2 separate regions of the Mus musculus genome follow, and region 1 is linked to region 2. A link is a contact called in public Hi-C data. All regions are on one chromosome and are shown on one strand. Each heading gives the region's core, a stretch centred on a gene start, on an enhancer-like site or on the middle of the called end of the contact. The rest is flanking DNA. Distances are from core to core; before and after follow the strand shown.

The links. A called contact is a pair of places that touch in the nucleus more often than the background predicts.
Region 1: a Hi-C map of muscle stem cells shows a contact between it and region 2, with 2.1 times the contacts expected there. The contact joins the promoter of Dync2li1 here to the enhancer-like site in region 2. A contact is called at or near these places in 7 of 39 promoter capture datasets (the 3T3-L1 cell line, 3T3-L1-derived adipocytes, the HPC-7 cell line and 4 more), 5 of 484 Hi-C or Micro-C datasets (hematopoietic stem and progenitor cells, muscle stem cells, myocytes and 1 more), 3 of 115 datasets of contacts at active chromatin or transcription factors (embryonic fibroblasts and embryonic stem cells) and 3 of 9 other capture datasets (adipose tissue, liver and macrophages).

Annotation. Positions count from the first base shown.
Region 1 is chr17:84,621,235-84,627,988 of GRCm38.p6, forward strand. It overlaps Dync2li1 (dynein cytoplasmic 2 light intermediate chain 1), which reads left to right and starts at 5,241. Exons shown (of 13, transcript NM_172256.2): 1 at 5,241-5,342. The coding sequence starts at 5,335. It overlaps Plekhh2 (pleckstrin homology domain containing, family H (with MyTH4 domain) member 2), which reads left to right. Exons shown (of 30, transcript NM_177606.4): 30 at 1-908. Gm26066 (a small nuclear RNA gene) reads left to right here and starts at 3,172; the gene lies at 3,172-3,276.
Region 2 is chr17:84,573,193-84,580,042 of GRCm38.p6, forward strand. Plekhh2 (pleckstrin homology domain containing, family H (with MyTH4 domain) member 2) reads left to right here. Exons shown (of 30, transcript NM_177606.4): 12 at 1,739-1,875; 13 at 1,975-2,085; 14 at 2,525-2,611; 15 at 3,966-4,124. Among named protein-coding and RNA genes, the nearest start is that of 4930500A05Rik, 24 kb to the left of the region's middle. Within about 2 kb of position 3,884, at least 10 of the 459 cell types and tissues checked have an H3K27ac peak or open chromatin away from gene starts, as enhancers often do. A contact at or near this core is called in muscle stem cells and nephron progenitors, where this site is marked.

The DNA of each region.
Region 1 (6,754 bases), core at 3,991-6,490, 49 kb after region 2:
TGCTAGGTGCCCAATGAAGTTGTTGGCAGAGTCCCTGTGTCGTCATTGTCTTTGCTGTGGCAGTGTCCCGTTCTCACACTAAGCCTTTTAAACATGCTCTGCCCTGAGGAGCAAAGCCAGGAAGCATGTTGCTCCAGCCATACTGTACTGCCTTGGTAATGACAAAGGTATTTTTCAAGCCCCATAGAGAAGGCCTTCAAGTGGCCGTTCACCCTTCCGTCTTTTAAACCACAACCACTCACTGAATGAACAGATTCGTTTTTAAGAACAAATGATTAACAATTTGGGGTGACTTTCAGAGTGGGATAAAGTAGTGTTTTTGTGTGCCCATTTACTAATCATTAGTGGGCGAGGCAGAGGCTGGGGCAAAGCTCTGACTTACAGGTGCGAACTTTACTCTCACCCAACAGTCCCTTCACCAACTGGTAAGCAGTTCCACCTGCCATATCTTGAGATTTAAAAGTAGTGAGTGCTCAGGTGGGGCGGTGGTGGCCCATGCCTTTAGTCCCAGCACTTGGGAGGCAGAAGCAGGCAGATTTCTGAGTTCGAGGCCAGCCTCATCTACAGAGTGAGAGCCAGGACACAGGGCTACACAGAGAAACCCTGTCTCGAAAACAAAACAAAAGTAGTGAGTGCTCACCTTCAACTACAGTGCCTTAAGCTTTGTCCTTGTTTTTTATAGAGCAGAAATAAAATATTTTGATGGAAAGGACTCAGTTTTGAACAATCAGTGATGTGAAAATTTGATCTCCTGGGAAATTCCTTCCATAGCCATTTTTTAAAGCAAGTGTATTATTATGATTGATTACAAGAGAATAATGTTTCATGTCTAATTGTAATATTTCTCAACTACCCTTTTCTCCCCTCACAGTTACAATAAATGATTTTCGAGTTCCGTTTCGAACATTATCTTTTGAATAATCTTCAAAAATGCCTAACAGTTTCATTGTCGCAGCTGAGGTGTGCTGTGGGAAAGTGGCAGTCACTGCCCCCTGGTGCCTTCATTCTGTGTCTTCAGTGTGACTCTGCTCCAGTCACCTCAAAGGAGGCTGCTTAGGCAAACTGTAATTTTAGTACCTGTGCATTTGGAGACTATGTAGAGAGGCAAATAGAAATATATGCTTTCCCATGATTTCATAGCAAACCCCTTAAGAGAGCTTATTTTGTTTACATGAGTGTTCTAAAAATTAATTTAAGGTGTTCTATAATCTATATGTATGTCTGCACACATGCATTTGTGTTTCCTAATAGTGAAATACTGCTATTCCTTACCAATGCATTGTAACTCAACTTACAAGAGACATCACCACAACTTACAAGGAGACTTTGTCCCAAAAAATGTGTTTCTGAACTTGCTTCAAATTCGGACTTTTACCACAGTACAGTCTTAACTCCAAGAAAAATAATTAGATATAAGGTATTGATATGTTGAATGCTTATTTCTTCTGGGTAAACTTCCTTCACCAGTTTTCTTCTTCCACACTTTTGTTCTTTCTCTTTTTGAGTGCTAAGGACTCAACACAAGACTTTTCACATGCTAGAGAAGAATTCTACCAGTGAACCCACAGTCCCTGTTTCTCTCTCTCTCTCTCTCTCTCTCTCTCTCTCTCTCTCTCTCTCTCTCTGTGTGTGTGTGTGTGTGTGTGTGTGTGTGTGTTTGTGTGTGTGTGTTTCCTGTATACCAGTTTTTCCTGCAAGAAGTTTGTATAACACTGAAAACAAAGGAGACATAAGAACTCTGTCACTTTCCTGGCTGCTGGTGTTAATAGTCTCCATATGGTCTAGGTTCCTCCAAAAAATCCTCCACACAGCTGCAAAAAATTATCTCACTGAAACACAGAACGAATCAAGGCATGCCTGTTTTAAAATCTTATTTGGCTTCTTATAACCAACACAGGCAAACCCAGACTGCATGATCCTTCCCAGCACTCCAGCCTACCTGCCCAATGTGTGCTTCTGCCTCAGCTCCTCAGGGGCCTTCTATCCTTCTGGGCAATACATAACGCTCCAAACAGTTCCCATGTGCACCTATATATACTGCAGTAGGCAGTATAAAACGTGTTCCTCTGCCACCACCAACTTTAAAATCCTTGAGCCTTCTTGAAGTGATGCAGAAGCGGGCTCAAATCTTTACGTCCCACTTTGCTTTATGACTGTGACAAAGACCATGAGCAAAAAAAAAAAAAACAAAACAAAACAAAAAAAAAACACCTTGGGGGAGGAAAGGGTTAATTTGAATTATGTGTCCAATCACTGACAGAAGTCAGGGCAGGAACTTAAGCACAGCAGGAACCTGGAGGCAGGAGCTGATGCAGAGGCCATGGAGGGGTGCTGCTTACTGGCTTGCTCTCCATGGCTTGCTCAGCTTATTTTGTTATACTGCCCAGGACCACCAGCCCAGGGATGGCACTGCCCATAGTTGTCTGGGTTCTCTCGAATCAATTATTAATCAAGACAAATGCATCCACAGATGTGCCTATGGGTTTATCTGACGAAGACAGTCCTACGAGTAAGGTTTCCTCCTAACAGATGGTACAAATCTAACCAGCACACTTTGTTATTGGATGTCCTCCATAGTCTCGGCATTTGAGCACTAGGTGCCCCGTTGGCAAACTTCATTGTTTGGAGAGGTTTCATAGGTCCAGCCTTGGTGAAGGAAGATTACCACCCGGAACAGGTTTGGAGAGTTTAAAGACTCCAAACCCTGTAGTTTACTCTCTCTCTGCTCTGTGGTGTGAGGTGTGTAAGCTCTTAGCTCTCTGCTCCTGCTCCCTCAACTGTTGCTTCTTCCCATGCCCTGCCCCCACTGGACTCTAACCCTCTAGAACTGTTAGCCAAAATAAACTAGCTCTTCTGTAAGTTACCTTGGTCTTGGAGTTTTATCCTAACTGAAAGTAACTAATATGGCATTGCACTAAAGAATGATTTCCATCTGTACAGGAAGAAAGGTCACTTTCTTTGTTCAACTATGAAACCTCAGTGCAATTAAAGGAGGAAGACAAAACTCAGCTGCCCAATCAGATCAACTGAGTCCACCTTGAGTTCATGCAGATGACCAGGGCTCAGACAGATAACCCTTGATCAGTGGTTCTCAACCTTCCTGTTCCGTGCCCCCCTTTAATACAGCTCCTCATGTTGTGGTGACCCCTACATAAAATTATTTCATCGCATGCTTGCTTCGGAGGTGCATATCCTAAAATACGAATGATACAGGGAAGGTTAGCATGGCCCATGCACAAGGATGATGTGAAACTTCGTGAAACATTCCATATTTTTCTGTGTCCAGTCCTGCAGTGACTTGATGCACCGGGGTGGTCTGGTACCCAAGGGGGCCTTGCTGTACCCAGAAGAGAAAGGGAAGGATGGAGGGAGGGAGGAGTGGGGGGGGGGCACTGAGAGGAGAGGGGCAGCTGGGATCCGGATGTAAAGTGAATAAATGGAAAAAAATTATTTTGTTGCTACTTCATAACTGACTTTGCATCTGTTATGAACCATGATGTGAATGTCTGGTATGCAGGATATCTGACATGTGACTCCTGTGAAAGGGCCGTTTGACCTCCCACAGGAGTCACGACCCACAGGTTGAGAAGCACTGCCCTTGATCTTTCCCGTTTACCAAACTCCCTCCTCCAACCGTCTCTCCTGGTTAACCAAAACAGTTACAGCCTTGAAGAGGTACCTGGCAAGTCGTGCCTAGGAAATGACATTAGCCACCGTAACTGTTATCACAATGGTTGTTAATACCTACCTGACTTCCTAAACAGCATGCTAAACCCAGGAACAGATTGTAAACCCAGAATCCCAAGTCATTACAGTAACAGGAGTTCACAGGCCACCGGCTGGCTAGCACCAGAGCGCAGAGGGCAATGAGTGAGGAGTGTTCGGCTGTCTTTGAAAACGTCCTTCCTCCACTGAACACCTTCGCCTCAGACCTTCTGACCTGACTCTTTCCTACACTTTGCTTCATTTCCAGGAATATACTCCTTCTGTCTCTACATTCAAATCTGCCAATAGGGCTGAGGTGGTAACTCGTGGTGCAAGGCACCTGCCTGGCTTGCAGGAGACCTTGGATTCATTCAACCTTCTGCATGCTAGGAACTGAATCTCAGCTCATCTTATTCCAAACCCCAATGTTCTTATACGTCCCACCATAGAAACTGAACCCAAAGGCTTGGAGAGAATTTCCTTCAGACATTCAGGGATCTGGGACCTGGGTCTATTCAACATTCAGAACAGGTCAAATAGCAAGCCTGTCATGAATGCTTTGTCAACTGCTTCAGCTGTGGTCACTTTGTACCTTTCCTACAATAGCTTGCTTTCCCTGAGTTATGATTACAATTAGCTGTGTCCATCTATTTTAAAAGGGTTTGTATCTCATGTCTTACTCTGTATTGCCCAGAGCAATACTCTATATAAGTTTGTGGGGATTCCTGCCTATGTATAAAGAGCCCACAAAGTTCAAACAAATATAAGCCCTCCTGCATAAAACAAATTAAGTATGTAGGAGAACACATACTTCATTGACTTATTAATAAATCCACTGCTTCATAAAACATCATACATCCAAATGTTCAGAAAACTGGACAAAGCTGGGCAGTGGTGGTACATGCCTTTAATCCCAGCACTTGGAAGGCAGAGGCAGGCAGATTTCTGAGTTCGAGGCCAGCCTGGTCTACAGAGTGAGCTCCAGAACAGCCAGGGCTACACAGAGAAACCCTGTCGAAGAAGAAGAAGAAGAAGAAGAAGAAGAAGAAGAAGAAGAAGAAGAAGGGGGAGGGGGAGGGGGAGGGGGAGGGGGAAGAAGAAGAAGGAGGAGGAGGAGGAGGAGGAGGAGGAGGAGGAGGAGAAAACTGGGCAAAAAGTTTGCACACCTTGTTCCTTGTTTTGATTTTAACAGTTGAAATTTTTTCCTCCTATGTTTTATTAGGTAACTGCCCAACATTGTTTCAGCTTCCAAATCATGGCACTAGAGGAAAAAAGTAACGATAAGAGAGCAGAGGCTCCTGGCATGCAGTCTGCACTCCGTATAACTAAAAACAAAAACAAAAACAAACAAAACCTTCAAGCCCCCAACATTTTCATTCCAGATGCACAAGCATGCTCACCATATCATCTGGCATCCTAGGGCTTGATGCTGAATACGGAGAAGTAAGCCGAAGGTGGAGAACTACACTTCCCATGAGGCTGCTCTTTGGGACGCAACCTCGGCCGTGACGTCGTTGCCATGGCAACCGAGGAGCCTGCATTCTCTGGCCCAACTAGGTGTTTGCAGCCTGCCTGGGTCAGGGTTGTTCCTCACGCGGAGCCCAGGAACTCTGGGGCGGCGCAGCCACCATGCCCAGGTATTGCTGAACCGGCCTGCGGGGCTCTCACGACCTGCCCTCTTTCCCACCAGAATAGGGAAGGGATACGGAAGGTTGGAGCAGAGGTACCCAGCCCTGGCGCTGTGGGCGATGCGGAGCTGGTCGGAGCAGTAGTACCTCGCTGTCACCACCCTCCATCCCTATCCCACCCTCCTACTCAACCCCCTCAACCCCTCCCTCCCTCCCCGCTCCCCGCCCCCCCCCGACCTATAACTTGAGGATTCTGTCACAAACTAGAAAAAAAAGCGACTTGAAAAGATCTTCAACTCCATCCATTCGCTGATTGCAGTGAAGTGTTTCAGATAGCCACATGCTGTTGCGGGCCAGGGCATGGTGGTGAACCAGACCACAGAGCCTTCTCCCCAGGGGCCCCTGCCTGGTGTCACAGGGCTTCTGTACCTTGGAGGAAAGTGTAACATCTCCTTGAAGGCGCAGAGTTGGGGGTCTTGATGGCTTATGAAATACACTTGAACATTTATCTCTACCAGGTTCCTTTAAAGTACCCGAACCTCCCTCCGAATGGCCTACAAAGATGTCAGGGAGAGGGCCAAGGGTCCACCAGGGCGCAGTATGATCCACTTTGTGGATCAGAGGCACAAGCTGCGGTAGAGTTTATGAAGTTCCGGGCTGGAATTGAGTCAGCTTAGGTTACTGTAGTGAAACTGTGAGTGCGGGGGTTTTGTTTCTTTGTTTGGGTTTTGGCAGATTGAAGAACCCTTTCCTTTCCCTGGGTACTTGAGAAACAGAGAACCATATTTTGGGGGACTGGTGTGTAAACAGAGCAAGCAGAATCCTCGGCCTGTGAAATAAGAGTTCAGATCATTCGGGATTTCGATTTTGACTTTGTCTTCCTGTTTTGACATTTTAAAACACTCCCGTTTTGTTTGTGGGGTTCTGGGAATTGAGCAGGCACGGTAACGGCTTAGACTTTATCACCAGCCCTGATTCAGGTTCTAGTCTGGTAATAATTATAGGCCATCAATAGCTTTTGTGGTTTAAAACTAAATGAACAGTGACAATGTAACAATCACTGTGGCCCCCAAAGCAGATATTCTTTTTTTTTTTTATTGACATTTCAGAGACAATAGATTTGAACTAGAGGATTAGCATAGAGGCTTGCATGCATTAGTTGCTCAACAAATACTTGGTGAGGGCTGGAAGATGGCCCAGTGCATAAAGTCCTTGATGTTCAAGCATGAGGACCTGAGCTGGTAAACCTAAGGTGCGGGACCCATGTCTGTAAACTCGGGACTTAGGAGGAGGGGTGGAGACAGGCGGGTCCCTAGAGCTTGAGGACAGCTAGCCTACCCCAAGAGGGCAAATAGGCATGCTGTCATTCTCTTTGCTCTTGGCTGTGGGTGTGACTGTCTGGCTGAGGCAAACTGCTGTGG
Region 2 (6,850 bases), core at 2,634-5,133:
ATCACACATCCTCACCACTGTGTCTGCCCTTATCTGGATTTGGGGGATCCGAACTCAAGTCCTCGTGCTTATGTCTACTTTGTCCCTTGAGCTGTCTCTCCAGCACAACTTGGAGTGAATTGTGCGCACAGACAGAGGCTACAGAGAGGTCTCAGTAAGTGGTACCCGTACTTTAGGGAAGCCTTGGATATGGGTTGATTTTCAAACTGCGTGGCACACAACTGCTGCGGCCTTGGGAGCCACGGGCTTCAGCTGGAGCCGCTAAGCTGCCTGTGGGTCAGCGTTTGGGCTTTCGCCAGTTTCCTTGCTCCATCTTGGTTATGTCACATTGTTGCTGTGACTGCAGCTGCTAGTGTTCCTCAAACAGCTCTTAGGATTCCCTTTTATGTCTTTAAACCCCCGCCCCTTTCCCTTCTCTTCCCTTAGTCAAGGCTGAGCTCACAGACCCTCTTGTTTACAGGTTGGGTTTGTTTGTTTGTTTTTTTTTAATGCCTATTTTGTTTTGAGACAGGGTTTCTTGTAGCCCAGGCCAATCTTGAACTTGCTCTGTAGCCCAAGTTGATCTTCTTCTACCTATCTTCCTGCATTCCCCATCCTCCTGAGCGCTGGGCGTACTTAGATGTGTACCATCATGCTTGACCCCCATGTTTGTGTAACTCCTCCTCCTCATGGCTCTGTTCAAACATGGCTGGCTCTACCCTGACCAAGCCCTTCAGATCATTGTCTTTGCCATTCTTTGGTGGCCTGCTTGTCTATTACACTTTAGTCTGCTCTGCATTTCGTTTCGTTGTTGTTGTTGTTGTCACACTTACTACCTGTTGGGCTTCTGTTTTCCTTCACTAGACTCTGTTACAAGAGGACTCAAACATTTCTTTTGTTGTGCTTCATAGCCCTAGCACCTCAGACAGGACTTAGTGCGTTAGCCCTGGGCTTGGAATCTGAGCTTTGCCCTCCAAAATCACCCCTGGCTAGTTGCTTGACTTTGCATAAATCCTGCTGTCTCTGGATCTTTCGCCGCTTAAACAATGAGGACATTAGCTAGGATGATCTCTGAGGTTTTACATGTCTGGTGTCTGTGTCAGACAGCTGTTGTTTGTCTGAACAAGTAAGCAAAGGCTAATATTATATGAGTGGTCTTCTTGTGTGCCGTTTAGTAACCATCCTTTTAGATGCATATTAGCCTAAGTTCTTGAGTTAATGTTTGTAAATCTCCACTTATATTTACCATCTATATATGGCTTGTAACTCACAGGAAACTTTGTAAAAAGTCAACTCAATTAGTGTGAAAATGTTCCATTGCATTTTGCTTCATAGCTGTCAGTGTATGAATAGCATGTTTGCGTCTTTGAGGCTTTAGTGAGGGGTTTTCAAAGCCAGTGAGCTGGTTAATAGTTTACTAGACTCTCATAGAGAACTCTATTGAGCTCAACATCTGTTTGCCTATGTAACAATATACAAATACACATATTTTATGTCTTTTAATACGGCGCACTAGTGAACTTGGATGATATTTGATATATGTGAGAAAACTCACGGTTCCAATCATACCAAAATATTATTTATGTTCTTTTGACTTCCATGGAAATTTTGAAAGTTCTCCATGACGGGAAGAATGGGAGTAAATCTTGTAAAGGTGGTTTAGGATGTAGGAGCTGGTTGCTGTCCGCAGGAGAACTTACTAGCTGTTGGCCAGCGCCAGCAGGAAATCGTGACTCAATTTCTATCTTTGTTTTCCTAGGCGTGTCTGACTCCTCCGCAGCTTCTGAAAGTGACTATGCCATTCCTCCGGATGCCTATCCCATAGACGCAGAGTGTTCGCAGCCCGAGCAGAAACTTCTAAAAACCTGCCTGGCCTCCTGTGACAATGGGAAAAATGTAAACGAGCAATCAGACTCTGAAAAAAAAAATGAATCTGTTAGTTTGACTTGCCAGAAGTAAACAAAATCCCATTGTCAAATGTTTTCTCTTCATTAGGAACCATTAGAAAAATCTGGGTACCTACTGAAAATGAGCGTGAGAGTCAAGACTTGGAAGCGGAGGTGGTTTGTTCTGAAAGGAGGCGAATTACTTTACTACAAGTCACCAGTGAGTGGGCAGTGCTCGCTGTTGGGAGTGCTCCTGTTGGCAGTGCTCCCGTTAGGGCCTGAGTTCCTCACACTGTAAAACAGACTCACAACTGGGCTTTTTTTTTTTCTCTCTGTGTGATAAAAAAATAATAATTGTGGAGCCTGGAGAGATGGTTCAGCATTGGCTGTTCCTGCAGAGCATCCTGGTTCCTGCAGAGCCCAACACTGACATGGAGGGCTCATGACCATCGTAACTCCAGTCCAAAGGGATCTGACAGCCCCTCTGGGTGGTACAGCCACTGCATGCTCGTGAAGTGTAGACATACATGCCAGCAAGACATGCATACACATGAAATAAAAATGCAGGTTAAAAATCAATAATAGATTAAGGACACAAAACATTTCCTGTAGTTGCTGTTATAGCTGCTACTCTCTCTATTTTTGCTCCTTTTGCACAGAGCGATGTGATTCGGAAACCCCAGGGCCACATTGAACTGAGTGCATCCTGCAGTATTTTACGGGGCGATAACAAGCAAACGGTTCAGGTACACATCACTTCAATTCATTATTCTTTGCTTTAGTACCATTTTTTAAAAAAACAGTTCTCAGTTGAGATTAGATTGTTTGGTACATTTTATTAGTTTTAGAATTAGTTTGTAATAATCCAATCTTTTTTTTAGCTAACTCTGTACTTCAAACTAAGTACGGGTATTTCCCACTACTGCCCTGTGCCTTTTCTCCCTGAGTTTTTATTTAATCTCCTGAGCATTTCCAGCTCTCAAAATATCAGGCTGTCAGGGGAGGTTTATCCAGTAAATGAATTTCTGAGGTGTTTGTAACATAATATTGAATTCAGGAACCCTTGTATAGAATCGGACAGTGACAATTAGTTCTCCCATGAACCTCAAAGAGGGAAAGCTATTGTTGACCAGAGGCACAGTTCTGCCAAGTGTTATCAAAGATGGCTGATTCTCATCTCACCCAAACATAAGTCTGCTAAATTTAAATCAGGCTCTGAGATATTCTAAATTCAGACACTTTGCTTCTGACATGTTTCAATAACATTTGTTTGTGGTGGTGGGATTATTTTGTTTGTCTTTTTCTAAGTAGCCCTGGCAGTCCTGGAACTCACTTTCTAGACCAGGCTGGCCACAAACTTAGATCTGCCTGCTTCTGCCTCAAGTGCTGAGATTAAAGTTTGTGCGCCCCCACTGCTGGCCATCCACTGTATTATATTATTATCGTTAATCAGTATTATCATATCATCATCATTATGACTTTGTCTTGCTCCTGTGGAGGGTAAAAATTTGTCTAGAAAGGTTCCATGGTTGATGCTGTCATTGAACCGGGGATGCCTGAGTTTAAATGGATGAATCAGAGAAAGCTCTGTTGTAGAGCATGACTGTAAAGAATTGATTGGAAAGCCCTGAAATTTTGGGGGAAATTGGCAACACAGTTAATTTGAGACTGGAATGCTGTGAGTTCGTGGAAAAGGGTCACGTGCAGCCGCAGGAGTTGGTGTAGAATTCTTCTCATTTGTTTATGGTTCGTTGCGTCACTTCTCTCCATGAACATCCCCTCTTGCACTGTTAACTGTGCGTGAGTTCACCGTCACCTTTAACCTTCCTGTTCAACAGCCTAGAGCTTGTCACACAGAGGGGAGAGAAAGAACATGTGACAATTACAGATATAAAACCACAACCCTAGATTTAACAGTATGAAGTGTGTCAGACCCACGTGAGAAGGACTCAGTGGCCGACATTCTCAGACAGTGGCTAAAGGATTCTCCATTTCCTTGAAACCAGACACTAGGTGAACCATGTGCACTTCCCTGTCAGTAGCGATGCTTGACTGGACAGGACTAAGTCATCATGACTGCCTCTCTGTATCCCCTTCCAGCTGGCCACAGAGAAGCACACATACTATCTGACGGCGGATTCTCCCAATATACTGGAAGAATGGATCAAAGTGTTACAGAGCGTTCTGCGAGTACAAGCTGCGAACCCTCTTTGCCTGCAGCCTGAGGGCAAACCCGCAGTAAAGGGCTTGCTCACCAAGGTAGGACCCTTGTCCTCGGCAGCATCCTAGGCTGCTGCTTTGGTGAGTGCGATGCATCATGAATGGTGAAGCTCAGATAGTAAATCTATATCTAATATTCTGTTTGGGGGTAAGATAGCTCAAAGTGCTTTCTGCCAAGCCTGAAGGTCTGAATGTGTGTGTGTGAGTGAGTGAGAGAGAGAGAGAGAGAGAGAGAGAGAGAGAGAGAGAGAGAGAGAGAATTTGTGCATGAGAGACTTCACAATACATCATGACATACTCCTATTGCACTAAGTACTTACATGTGGGAGATGGTTCTCATCTTTAACCTGAGGGTTCTGAGGTTAAGTGCAGACCACTAGACATGGTGTTAAGCACCCACCAGCCCTGAGCTTGTTCTGTGAGACAAAGGTTTATCAACAAGGCTAGCTGGTCAGAGTCCTGAGGGATCAATCCTCTTCCACACAAGGGGATTAAAAGCACACACCACAGTGCCTGGCTTTTTCTCTGGGTGCTGGAATAAACTCAGGTCCTGATATTTAATAGTATGCACTTCACCTTCTGAGCATGCCTCCCCCAGCCCAAATATCAAATATTTTAAAAACACATCCATTTGGGGGTTGGTGAGATGCTAGCTCAGCAGATAAAGGCACCCAGGCCACGCCTCGGATGTAGTCTCTGGTATGAAGAGGACAGTTCTCACACACTGTCCTCTGACTCCACACATGTAGTGTAGCTTGTGCTTATCCATTGGGATGGATGGATAGATAGATAGATAGATAGATAGATGATAGATGTGATTTTAAGCATGTATAAAGCATTTTTAAACATTCCATCTGAGTCCTCTCTGTTGGAAGAATCTGTCTTCAGAAGTTTTCATTTGCAGGAGACTATAGGGACTTACAAAGGATGGAGTCCATATTCATTCAAATGTTTAAAACATCCTGTTGGTCACTTTTGAGAATGCATAGTAAAACATTCATAGTGATGTGCTTGAGTCCTGTTATGTTAAGAGGTGAAAACTGTATATCTACTACTCTGTCACTTGTATCTAATGATAACATGGGTAACACACTCAGCACCAAAAGTAAGAATTCACCAGTGTATTCAACAGGGACACGTGCTAGGGGTGTGTGTGTGTGTGTGTGTGTGTGTGTGTGTATGGTGAATGTGTGTGTGTGTGTGTGTGTGTATGGTGAATGTGTGTGTGTGTCTATGTCTATGTGTGTGTGTGTCTATGTCTATGTTTATGACTATGTCTATGTATATGTAAGTGTGTGCATGTGAATGTGTGCGTGTGAGAGTGCGGTGTATGCGTGAATATGTGTATGTGTGTGAGCTGCGTGTATGTATAAGTTAGAAGTTCAGGTCAAGTGTCTTCAAGTGCTGTCCACCTAGCTTTGTTTGTTTCTCTTACTGAGCCTGGAGCTGACAGGAGCTTAGACTGGCTGGCTTAGCAGGCTTTGGGGTGTTCCTGTGTCTGCACCCCTAGCACTGGGGTTTACATGGGTTCGAGGAGTCCTTCATCAGGGTCAGACAAGTGCAGCAAACACCTTTACTCAGTAAGTCACCTCTCCAGCCCATGCCTGCGTTTTAAATGAGCTTAAACAATGGAGTTAAATAACTCAGCCATTTGTGCTTGTGGGCAGGATGCGAAGATTTCTCTCCTGATGCTTAGGATTGTTTTTGTCAGGCAGGGTCTCACTATGTGGCCCTGGGGGGGCCTGTAACTCACTATGTAGACTGGCTGGCCTTAAACTCACAGAGATCCATCCACCTCTGTGTGCGCAGAATAGAGGTATGAGAGAGAGAGAGAGAGAGAGAGAGAGAGAGATGCCACTTTGGCACCTGATAATATTTTTACTAAGAATAAAACATAACAATTAAATATTACTAATACTATGCATATTGTGAAGACATTTATGAAGAACTTGACTGATTTAATTCTGGATCTTGTCCTTCAAAAGTTTCTTTAAAATCAGAGTCCTCCGGGGGGACATGGACACATGGATGCTGTTAACAGCTTGCTCACTGAGGAAGATGAATTTGTGGGAGGCATGATAGAGCCTAAGAATAGCTGAAGCCACGGCTCTCGTACACATGAGGCTCTAAACTATTATGGGAAACAAAACAGGAAGTCGAATTTAAGTGGTGGCCATCAGTAAGAGCAGCCTGGACTGGGGTTAGGAAGTGGACAGGATTTTATAAGTATCCAGATGAAGGGTGGGACTAGGTAAGAACGCTCGTGAGGAAGGAGCAACGTTCAGGAGATGGGCAGGCGGATTGGGGACATACTGATGCTTTGGGTCCCAGAAGGACACCTAACCCAAGGAGCAGCACAGGCTAGCAAGGTGGCTCAATCCAGCCGGCAACCTGAGCTCAATTTCTGGAGACATTACCTCACACAGTTATCCTGTAACCTCCTGGTGAACGGCATAGCACTGTGTGTTCAGGAGGAGAAAGCTGGCGAGACAGGAGGGCTTGAGGACTTGGCATTATTTAAGTGACTGTTAGCAATGAAGATAAGAGAAAGCACCCAAAAAGGACATACTGTAGGTATTGAGCGTAGGGAATGGAGAATGGAACGCTATAAAACGGAAGGCATGTAGGGGCACGGGTGAAAAGTCCAAGAGATCAAGAAAACCGAGGGGTGGAACCCTTGGGCAGGAGTTGGGTCATGCCTGACATGCTCTGGGAGGACAGCACATTGCGGAGGGATGGAGGGGAACTGGGAGGCCAGTGTAGCA